Regions from separate parts of the Anas platyrhynchos genome. Here regions 1 and 2 are each linked to region 3. A link is a contact called in public Hi-C data. All regions are on one chromosome and are shown on one strand. The core of a region is the stretch at or near the end of the contact, and the rest is flanking DNA. Distances in the headings are between cores, read along the strand shown. Region 1 has its middle 80 kb from the start of LMO4. Region 2 has its middle 110 kb from the start of LMO4. Region 3 holds the start of LMO4 (LIM domain only 4).

Region 1 (4,049 bases), core at 1,439-3,938, 80 kb after region 3:
CAGGGTGGGGGCTGGTGGGCTGCTCTGGGGTCACCCTGCACGCCCTCACTCTGGGCACAGCACAGGCAACCGGGAAGTCCCACCCTGCCTCATGTGGGGGCTGCAGGAAGAGGGTAAGTCTGAAGTCATCAAGAAAGTCTCCCTTCTTTAGGGCGGCTTCGTAAGAATTATGCAATATAAGGTAGTTCCAGCATAAAAATAAATTGGAAGTATATAATGTTTTCAATCTACAGGGCACATTGGGAAGCTGTTGTGAGCAAATCCTCAGTGATGTAACAGTGACTTTGGTGTAACCATCCTGATTTATACCTAGGAAGACATAACTATCCTCAAGTGAACAAGTTACACTTCGTCTCCTCACTCCGGGTAGTTTTTTCTCCAGCGAGCAGTGCTGCATAGTGTAATGTTAGATGTGACGAGGGTCAGCTCTAACATAATCACAGACCTGAGGTCTCCAATTTATGCGCTTCTGTGTCTTCACCTCATCTCACCAAGTGATAACATAAAAGGTTACGACGTGCAAAGCAAAAAGCCCAAGTTGTTAACTTCCTGAACTTGAAAATATTACATTCCTAAAATTATTGTAAGCACAACATACTTGACATCCTATCCAGCTGATATAAAAGGAAGACGGCATGCAAATATTTGACGATATAGTTACATTTTTATCTTAATAACCTTACACATGTATTCTGTATGACAATGAAACTTGTACATTACTCAACTTGGTACAATTCATCTCAGTATTTCAGATGTGCAGGAGTTACACTGGAGAAAACTACTGTTTGGGGGGAGATGATGACCAATATCTTTCAATATCCCTATGCACCTACTGCAGTGCAGAAATGGTTTTTATTACTAAAGCCTTTACACATGGACTGAAAATATTTCCTACTTCTCTCTGCCTTTCTAAACAGAAAGCTTATTCAAAGCCAGCCTGTAATGACCACTTTCTTCTGCAATCTTTGAATGGGCAGAACAGGTGCAGAAGAGCGATCTGCCCGTGCTATACATCCTGCTGATTTTACTAGCATTAATATGCAGGGTGGCCACAAACTTCGCAGTGTTTGAAACACTAAATTTCTTTGAATAATAATAATAGCTGGCATAAGAGAAATTCCAGGTGGCCTCAACCAGATGCTCAACCTAGTGTTACATGCCGTGGAAGCACAGAAGAAACTTTTGCTGAAAGTTGACAATATCAGTCAACTACCTCTAGAGGTGAGCCCAAGGCTGACTGCAGAGCTGAATAACCTTGAACTTGATGAGGGTGGATTTGCATTGAAATGTAAGGTACAAACCACTTCTGCTTTGGTCTTGCAAACACAAAACCAAGTCCAGAGCTCCAGTAAATTCTGCCCTCATCTCTGCATTTCCTGACAGGACAAAAACTCTTCTTTACCTTGATGTTGCTCCTGTAGATAGTCAATAGCTCTAGCACCCTTTCCTCAGGCTTATTCATGCCCTGTAGTTAAACCTTAAACGTGCTTGGACATGATTTCTACACAAAAGATATAAAAATCTGGAATTCACTTCTAGTCAGCGCTTGGTAGGTGAGTTTGTAACCACCCAGCTGCTCTGGCACCAGAGAGAACTGGGGCTTGCTGGCTGGGAGAAATTGAAGTGATGCAGGTGAAGACTGCGAGGAGAGGCTCCTTCTTCAGTAGGAGGACAGCACTCAGAATTTATTATGCAGTTACAAGGAAAGAGGAGGATGTCAGGCAGGTAGAAGCTTGGCTTTTAGAAAAAGCCTAAAACTTAGAAAAAAAAAAAAAAAGGCAGCTCAGAAAAATGCAGACGCTTTCCTGAAGGATAGGGAGCCCAAACCATAGAGTTTAGATGAAGATCCACACTTCTGAAAGCCTGAGAGTGTTTGGATGTTAGATGTTTGTTTCATCTCCACTGTTTTCTGACTCAAAAAATATTGACGCTTCCTAAAAACTAGTCCAGCTGGGCCCTGCTAGAAGCAGATTCTCAGATGCATAGTTGAGAAGCTGAAATGGCAATATTTAGAAACAGTCTGAGGAGGCTGCAGGCATGTCTCAACAGAGAACAGAACAGGGTCTTAGCAAGCCTGAATCTTGTGAAGGATTGTAGGAGGGCAAGCTATGAGATGGTCAGGCACTGTACCAAGTTAACTTTGCTACACCCACTGGCTTGTCATTTTCTTTGAAACTCAAGAAGAAAGGACTAATAACTGAATAGGGGAACTCAGTCATCCAAACAGGGTAACGGCCTCCTCCACTGGACTGTCATGCTTTTTTTCTTTCAGGTTTTGATGCCATTTAGCATTTAAACAGGTGGCATTTGAGTGGAATCAGTTTCTCCAAATGCTGTACCTTATATATTGAGTACCAAAAAGTTATTTCAAGGGCTGTGTTGCTATGTGATTGCAGAAACAGCAGTGCAGGGAGAAATGTCACCAATAAGAGCCTTTGGAAAATAGAAAACATTTAGCTGTTGTGAGATTACTTTTCTCTTTCTGTTTTCATTGTTTAGAAACATATAAAAAGACTGTAGTTTATATCTGCACTTTTGATAGGTTTTGTGACTCATACTGTGATTACAGCAAAAATATCAAAGAGGAAAAATATACATAACCCGTGGTTAGGATTAACCATGGGTCACAAATAATCAGTGTTTACAGCACATTTAACCTGGGTGCAGTACAGTTTGTTCAGATTTTATTTAGGGCTGAATATCCAGTGTTGTGTTTGGAGTAGTAAGCACACCACTGACATCAGCAAGGACAGGACTTGCCTGCTGAATGCCAAACAGAGTTTTGCTGAGCTCAACAGTCTGGAAGTTCACAAAACAAGAAGCGTTTCTTGCCATAATTAAACTGCAAAAAGCATTTGCTTAAAAAAAAAAAAAAAAAAAAAAAAAAAAAAGTTTTAATTACAATTGGCGTTTCCAATCCCAGTGCTGGAGGCGGTTGTCTTACTGAAAATTGATGTCCTTCACGGCACTGGCAATAGACAAACCCAGTGGAAAAGCCTGTAAACAAGTTTCTAGGCGAATTTAATATTGGTTTAACCACTGGAGAAAGCATTTTGGTTGTTACCCTATTATTAAAACAGGTTGGAAATGGATTCACACACTCTCCTCTGCTGAGTTAATTGTCATATGGTTGGCATCACAAACAACATCATTTTTCAGCAACATGGCCACCTCCAGCACTAAGCATGCAAATGCCAATTGTATCTGAAAACCGCTTTTCAGTTCTTTGAGCCACACAAACATTTTGTAGTTTACTTGTGATGAAAGACGATTCTTTTCTAAGAACAATGGAACTATTGGCGCGAGCAAAAGAAAGGAAGCTGGGAACCAGCTTTTCAAGTCCACTTGAATTGTCAAATAGACTGCTGAGCTCTTACTGTTGGGCAAACTTGGGCCTCATCTGAAGGCGTGAATATTAGAAATTCATCCCGTGCAGCACATCAAAGAACCTGTGTCTTGGTAGGACTGATGAACACTTACGCTACTGCTAGCTCCAACAGCGTGCAGAGGAGGGCTGTGGCCAATCTGTGTGTTGTGCTGCTGCCCTCCTTCAGCCCCCAAAATGGCTCCCCACAGCCAGTGATGGGCTTCCACACCGGAGGCAGGGCAGGCGCTCCTGAAGCAAGCTCCAAGTCAAACCATTTCTGTATGCTGGAGTCCTGATGAAGGGGCTGAAAAAGGGGCCTGGGGTCTATGACTGAACCTTGTGGTGCATCACTGACTAGGCTCACCAGAAGATCGTTGATCTTACTATACATTGATACTGAAATTTTCTTTAACAAGTCAGGGATGGGGTGAAAAGTAAACTCAATATGTAGTCAATATTAAAGGAAAGGATTATTAGGTCTTCTGCCATATCCACCTGTGGGATTCTGGGTGTTGACCAGAATAAAAATGGATGACAATTTACATCTTCACATCTATAACTTTTCTGTCTGTGCTAAAGAGAGAATCAGGAATCAGAATCTATCTAATTAGAACTGAAATGAATAAGACATGATGCAATACATTAGATACATATGCATCTGGTACAGCCTGACTAATTAATT
Region 2 (3,662 bases), core at 549-3,048, 110 kb after region 3:
AGAAGAGAAGAAAAACAAACTAAACCTCCCACAGACAATTCCAAGGAGTAAAAAAAAAATAATTAAAAAAAAAAAAGAAAATTACTTGCAAAGACAAATGCTCATAACAAAAACAGAAAGAAGACCACTCTCACGCTGAAGTTCATTGCCTTTTCACAGGCAATGTTTACTCTAATTTTGATGTAACATTTTAATAATAGCATTAACTACTGACAAAAGAAAGAACAGGAACTTCATATTGCAGGGTAGTCACTTCACAGCAGGTTTTGTTTCCACAGACAATCACCCATATTATCTGTAAGATTTTCCTATTTTCATATGGATAAAATTGCAAGTCCCAGCTGCAAAGAAATAAAATGTCAGTGTAGAAATTAAAGTTCCTTTAAGCAGGAACCTTACAGGCAACCAACATTTTAATACTTTAGAGCTGTTGGCTGCTGTAATTTCATGTAGTTTAGACTAGTAAAACTCACAGGAACTTTTATCAACACATTTTAGCACTCTTCCCCTGTGTCACACTGCTTTCCATAAGTAGCTTTGGAGATTTTGAACAGGTAAACAAGAGGCAGATGTCAGACATCCAGATGAAGGTGAGCATGTGGGAATGCTAACTGCATTTGAATGGCTGTCCTGGTGCTGGATGATTCCACAAAGGAAAGAAGAATTGGAGGCTGCCATCTATATATTGAACTATCCAAGTCTGGGAAAGGCCCAGGAAGTCTACACAGTCTTTGGAGATGTGGTAAGATGACATAAAAAGTTCATAATAATATAATGCAAAATCCTCCACTGTGTGTCATCTGATGAGGATGTAGGTAACTACAGGTAACTAGTTATGGGCTTAAACTCATCTTAAATCTGGCTTAAAGGTAGCAGTGTCTTTGAGTGGCCTGTTAGAAAACAGACTGTGAGGAGGGGCAAGATAAATCTAAACATTTTCACAGCATATATTTGAGGGTAATTTTTCCTGTGAGTTCCCACTACTCCTTTATATGTCCTAAAGAAACATGACCCTGCTGCACTCTCTCTTACTTTTATGTTCCAGCCAGCTACTCGTGTAGGTAGCCAGTGTAACCTGCATTTGGCAAAGCCCACATTTCAGAAAGGTATCCAGCCCCGATCTGAAGAAATCAAGGGTTACAGAGTCTACTCCTTCCTGTTATAGCCTCTTCCAGTGGTTAATCTGTTTCATCATTAAAAACGTGGGCTTTATTTGTAATTTGACTGCCAAGCTTCATCTGGGAAGCCACTGTTCCTTGTTTGCCCTTCTCTACTAGCTTACATGGTGTAATACCTGGAAATGTTTTTTCCTGGACCATATACCATACTGTTATCTCTCAATCAGCTCTCTGAAATAATGATTTCTTGAAGGCCTGCTCATTGTAAAACGTTCTGTCCAGTCTTTAATTAACTTGTAGTGTTACTTTTGCACTTAACATCCTTATTAAAATACGAACAGCACAACTGAACACAGATTCCTGGCATAGCTTCACAACACACAGCCTCACAATGAGCACAAAGGTAAAATCTCCTTTCTATTACTCACTACTCCCCTGTTTATACAGCCAGGACCGCATTAGCCATTTTTTGCCACCTGGAGGTCAGGATGAGTGCCTAAAATCTTCCTGATTCGGTGTTTTCCTGAGCACTGTTCCCCCTTCCGTACATACAGCTGGCATTACTCATTCGTAGGTATGTAACTTTGCATTTGGTGATCCCACAGCATATTTCCTTTGAAGGGAGCAGCCTACCAATGCCCCAGCTCTGTGAGCTGTTAAGGCAGACCTCCCCTGCTGGCTGCAGCTTCTCCTTCCTGCACCGTCATGGTGCAGCCATGCCGGTGCACCAGCGATAACCAGCACCCCGAGCAGCAGCAGAGGAACAAGCACAGGGCTGGGAAGAACTACCGCTGTAATGGTAGTTACATCTCTTCCAACTCCACCCAGAGCTGCTGCCCCACAACAGCCCAGCATCACTATGGGGCCAGGGCCAGCAGCCAGCTGAACTCTGCAGTGCTGCGCAGGGGCAGGGTAAGCAGCAGGACTGGCACAGCACCATCCCCTCTAAGGCTGAGTTTGAGGGTGAACCAGGAGCAGAGCTCAGATGCAGATTCAGCAGCAGTCAGAAGTTGCCATTTCAAGATTTCTTTCACAATAGAAATTTCATGAGACTCATCACATTTCCCACATGCTCGCACATTACTCATCACTGCAGTATTTGAGCACCTTAGACCAGCTGTTTCACATGAAACCCACTTCCATGGGCCAAAATCTCAGGAGATTTCAGATGTGTAATAGTGGTTCCTGTTTGGTTTTGGGTCCCACACAGACCTCAAACTACCAAGACAGTTCAAAGACTTTAGATACAGAGGTTCTGCTTTGGACCGATCTTTCTTCCTTTACCAAAAAATCACTTTTTACATCATTTCCACAGAAGTCATTCTCTGTACATCTGTCTACTTAATCAGTGTATTTCCAGTGCGTTCTTTGTTGCACACTGTTTTAATTAGTGTTACAAAGTCTTGTATATTCAGCAAAAAAACCTACAAAATATGACAAATGTGATTAAATGTTTCAGTTTTGAGAACATCAGCTTAGGTAAGCTTTTACACAGTAAGGCATTAATAATCTTTTGCATACGATATAAAACAATTTTCTGTGATTGATTAAGTGCGTGCCGATCTTCACAATGATAACAATGGATGAACACTTTACTCATTGTGTAGGCAGATACAGTCAGAGAGATATACATAAAAAATTACCATAGAATTAGGAAGTAAATAAATGTGTAAGTCAAATATTTGTGCTTTTATCCCTGTAATCTAATGATGACAAAGTTTATCGGATATTTTACATTTTACTCAGCAGCAATCATGTGGTTATCATTGACAGATGAAAATAGAGAAGAACTGGGTTATGAGTTCCAATAAATAAAGCATTTGACTGAATTTGTATGCATCAGCATGTACGTGTTTGTTATACTCTAAATGAAACAGTGGGATACAAAAAAACCCTCAAGCTTCCCAAATGAAGTAACCGAGGTTCTCGCTATTAAAAGTTAATGTTATCATAATGTGTCTGGTGTGTATACACACCACTGCTCTCTACTGGGTTAAATCAGAAATGCTTATCTTTGACTGTAAATGCCTATACCGCAACTAAGTGAAAATGATTTTTTCTTAGCTCACTTGATAAGAATTTGTTTACAGAACAAGTAACAGGTTTTAATCCTGATGCTTAGCATAAATTAAGGTGGCCATCTTGTGTAACCTAGTGACAACGATCTCTGTGTAGGGCAATTGCACCTCAACTAGTATTACTATAAAGTAGACCTAAAATTACATTAAGAATTAAAAAGGCATGTTTTTAAACAGCTTCTACTCATTTAAATGGTATGAGCTACCCATTCAAACTGACTGCGTCTTTGTTTCATGCCTCTGGTCCCCATAGGCAGAGCCATCCCAAACACCAAGCAGTTCAAAGAAGCAGATAATTAACTACTGCCTATTGTACAAATTGCACATTTTCAATTAATGTTCTACCTCACAGGCAGGGCAGTTAGTTTTAATCAGTCTCATGACATCAACTATTGTGGTTACTGTTCTCAGATACTAGAAGGCACCTTGATGGTGCCACGCAGGCAGACTGCAGCACGTAGCCCTT
Region 3 (3,888 bases), core at 1,389-3,888:
CTCCCGGGCGTGTCTAGGTTTAAGAATGATTTGGATCACAGGCTGTAACATTTTCCAGACATTCAGATTGCAACTACTATGCCAGCAATTTTATGCTTTCCTTTCCCTGACTCCAACAGTACCACAATATAAGCAGCCAGATTTTCTTCTGCATTGTGTTTTTTATCCATTCAGCCAAAATTAACAGTCTTTGAGGATAATGTATGCCAAGTGAATTTAAATCTTGCGGACTCAAATCGACCTAAAGTTGATGGATACATTCATGCCTACTGCTGAAATCTACCAATTACACAGAACTATGTTAACTTACCATAGAAACATCTCATCTAATAGCACAGATGATGTTGAACTAACTAATTACATTATGGCACATAGACAATGAAAAACATAACGAAGATGACAGCACAGCAACAGCAGATGCTGCACAAAAGAAAAATTAGAAAAATATTGCTCTGCAAAATGCTCTCTGTTAAGGTTTCCTCTGTTAAAATTAATCACAAAAATTAGTGAAGATTAGATTTCAGCAAAAGATATGTGCCTTGTAATGGCATTTGGAAAACGTCATTAAACCATTTAAAACTCTACTCCTTGAGAAGGTAATTCCCATTTTTCGTATCACTATCGGTTCTAAGACGAGTAAACATTTTACTGCCTATGGCAGAGTTTCTTGGGAGAATATCTTTCCCAGTAAGGAGAGGTCCTGATGGTTCTTCCAGAGCCTGAATGTGGTAGCTTCCAGCCATTACAGGCTCAGATAATTAGACAACTTAGATTTTATTTTAGCTTGGCATTTGCTCTGTTCTCGTGCTCTTGGCTGTCAGTGACTGTTGATTATCTGTAGCACGCCTTGTTACTTTATATATTTTAAACTGTAACAGATCCTAAATAACAAATCTAAAACTGCTGAGTATGTTTAAATGTAATGTATACATGGAGATTACATCCAGATGATATACTTCATAGACCTATGATAAAAAAACACATTGCTTTTAACCACAACACTGGTCCTCTCCCCCTTCCTCCCCGGAAGCTTTCCCTGAGCTCCCAGTCTGCTTTAGGCACTGATCTTGAACATATTCCAGCTGATAGACAGATAGCTTTTCCCCTACTTCTGAATCGTGCCTCTCATGCTACTCAAATTTTAATACTTTATTGGCTCTCTCTCTATATACATAAAAATCTAAGATATCCTATCTTCCCAAGTCCATTTTCCTAGCTAGACTTTTTTTTTTTTTTCCCCCTTTAGTTTTAGCTGGTTCCTGGGCACCCTTCTGCTTGGTCCAGCTCCGGCCGGGGATGCAGAAACGAAGAAGGCCCACAGGTGGCGATGTGGTTAAAGTACACCTGGGCTGTGATTGCCGAGACTGGATTTACCAGTCGGCCTGTCAGAGGGAAGTCGGTCTGCTTTTTAGCACCAGCGCTTTCATTTGCAAGCAGATACTCCCGGCTGAAGTTTCATATACCTGTGTCAGGATGTTGCTTCTACGCTAGACTTGAACAGGAACAGGTTCAAAATATTATGTTGCCTTGGATGACTAAGAGACAGTGGCAGCGCACAAACGCATCACTCAGTCACACTGCAGCCGCTGGGTACGTACTTGATATCAGCAGTGGCAGTGTCCCCGCAGTGTGCAGCGACCCACCCGCACGCAGGGCTGCCCTCTCCCGTGGCACGCAGCAATTTTGGCCTGTGTGTACCTGCCACCGCTGCCTGCCTGCTGCTGCAGTTGCGGCGGTGTCGGACCAGGCAGCCTGACTGTCCTCACGGTGTGGCTGCTGCTTACGCCAGTGACCTAGAATCGAGAAACTAGCCTTGTGAAGTTTGCATCTTGTTTAACAGATCCTGGAAATGGGTGATTTGTCTGCCCCTTTGGCTGGAACCGTGGAGCCCATTTGGGTGTACTTGTTAGGCAGCGCCAGATGAGAGCCTGGTCCCACAGCCAGGCCAGCACCCGTGCTTGGGGGAGAGCCGTTCGCCAGGACAACACCCGTGAGTTACAGTGTCTGTGAAGGTACTGGGAGCGTTCTGAGGGCTGTTTTTAGCTGTAGGGAGGTGTGTTATTGCCTGTCTTGCACACTACACCTAGGCCTCAGAGGCGTTATTTTTCCACTTTCAAGCGTCCCTACTGAAGGGCTCTTCTGCTCGTCCTGGGGCGCTCTCAGCAGCCCAGCCGTGCCCACCACAGGCGCGCAGTGCTGCTGCCTGCCGGCCGCCCGCCCCGGCCCGAGCGACCCCTTCCGGGCCCCCGGGGGGCACGGGCAGCAGCGGGCCGGGCCGGGCCGGGCCGCGCCGCTCGCTCCCGAGCTGGTGGCCGCGGGGGGACGGCTGCGAGCCCCCGGCCCGGGGCGGCGGGGCCCGGCGGCGGCCTGCTCCCCGCCACCGGGACCCCAGCGGGGCAGAGGGGGCGGCGGGAGGCCGGTGCCGAGCTGGGAAGGGCGCGGAAGGACGGGGCCGGGCCGCCCCCGGCCAAGTTTCTCAACTGGTGGCCGGGCGCGGGGCGGGCGGCGCTCTAACGGCCGCTCCCCACCTGCCCGCCGCCTTCCTCCGCATTCCCCTCCTCCGCCTCCTCCTCCTCCTCCTCTCCCCTCTCTCTCTCTTTTTTTTTTTTTTTTTCTCCTCTTTCACTCATTCCTTTGTCTTCCCCGGGATTGGCAGGTTTTATTATTCCGCCTGAACAAGCCGGGGGCGGATTGGCTGCGGCGGGGCGGGCGGCGGGGCCGGCCCGGAGTGTAGTTGGGATTGCGCCCTGTCAGTAACACATGTGCGAGGGGCAGCGGCCGCACACGCACGCGGGCTCACGCGCGCTCACACCCGCTCGCACACCCGCGCGCGGCGAGGACACGCGCGCCCACGCGAGGCCGCCCCCCCCGGCCCGCCCTGCCCGGCTCGGCTCGGCTCGGCTCTCCGCTCCTCTCTCTCCTCTCCTCAGCTCCGCTCCGCTTCTCTCCGCGGCCGCCCGGCCCGGCCCGGCCCGGCTCGGCTCCGCGGGGAGCTCGGCAGCCGGCGGAGGGGGCGGAGGGGAGGCACAAAGTGCAGCCACATTGCCAAACTTACCCGGCGATTGCGGCAGCCGGCGGCGGCGGCGCCCTGCGTGTGCGGCTCCGGCGGCGGGGGGCTGAGCTCTGCGGCTCTGCCCTCCGGGGAAGCGGGAGCCGCGGGGAGGACCGCGGGCGGCCGCCCCTCGTAGCGGCAGCGGGGCTCGTCCAGCCCGGGCTGCCGCTCCCCGGGCTGGGGGCTCCCCCCGGAGCAGAGCCGCAGCGCGGGCGGGCGAGCGCGGCGCCGGTCTCCTCGCACGGCGGCAGCCTCCGCGGTGACCCCGAGCGACGCCGCTCCCGGCCTCTGGCAATATAGAGGGGAAGCAGGTAAGGAGCGCGGCCGCTGCCCTCCGCCGCGGGGCCGCCTCGGGCCGGGGGGCGGCGGCGGCGGCGGGCCCCGGGCATTGTCGCCGGCCCCGCGTACAAAGCCCGGCCGCCGCCCGGCCCCGCCGCCGCCGCAGGGAAGGGAAGGGACGGGGAGCAGGGGAAGGGCAGGGGAAGGGGGCTCCGGCGGCCGCCGAGCCCGGGCGGAGGGGCCGGGAGGGCGGGGGCGGCTCGGGGAAGCCGCGTCCCCCGGAGTAAACAGCGCTCCGAAACAGTGGCAGGAGAGATCAAAGTGAGCTCTCTGGCTTCGCTCCTCGCCGATCCCCTTCCTGCCCCCCGCACGGTCTTTTGTTTCGATGCGGGAGAAATCCGGTGAATCACCTAATTAAAACCAAGACATGAATTAAGCATCCATTTTTGTACTACAAATTGCCAGCTCTCTGCTCGTCCCTCCCTTGGTCTCCATTAAAAAAACACCAGAGACGCTGTTAAAAGGGGGGTGGGGGGGGTATTTCGCCTCTAGCTTCC

The links. A called contact is a pair of places that touch in the nucleus more often than the background predicts.
Region 1: a contact with region 3 is called in a Hi-C map of F5 follicle, with 2.5 times the contacts expected there. The contact joins the enhancer-like site here to the promoter of LMO4 in region 3. A contact is called at or near these places in 2 of 8 Hi-C or Micro-C datasets (F5 follicle and small yellow follicle).
Region 2: a Hi-C map of skeletal muscle shows a contact between it and region 3, with 3 times the contacts expected there. The contact joins the enhancer-like site here to the promoter of LMO4 in region 3. A contact is called at or near these places in 2 of 8 Hi-C or Micro-C datasets (liver and skeletal muscle).

What each region holds. Positions count from the first base shown.
Region 1 is chr8:23,907,065-23,911,113 of IASCAAS_PekinDuck_T2T, reverse strand. No RefSeq gene overlaps it. Among named protein-coding and RNA genes, the nearest start is that of LMO4, 80 kb to the left of the region's middle. Within about 2 kb of position 2,688, at least 4 of the 8 cell types and tissues checked have an H3K27ac peak or open chromatin away from gene starts, as enhancers often do. A contact at or near this core is called in F5 follicle and small yellow follicle, where this site is marked.
Region 2 is chr8:23,874,672-23,878,333 of IASCAAS_PekinDuck_T2T, reverse strand. No RefSeq gene overlaps it. Among named protein-coding and RNA genes, the nearest start is that of LMO4, 110 kb to the left of the region's middle. Within about 2 kb of position 1,798, at least 4 of the 8 cell types and tissues checked have an H3K27ac peak or open chromatin away from gene starts, as enhancers often do.
Region 3 is chr8:23,987,528-23,991,415 of IASCAAS_PekinDuck_T2T, reverse strand. It overlaps LMO4 (LIM domain only 4), which reads left to right and starts at 2,638. Exons shown (of 5, transcript XM_027462640.3): 1 at 2,638-3,363.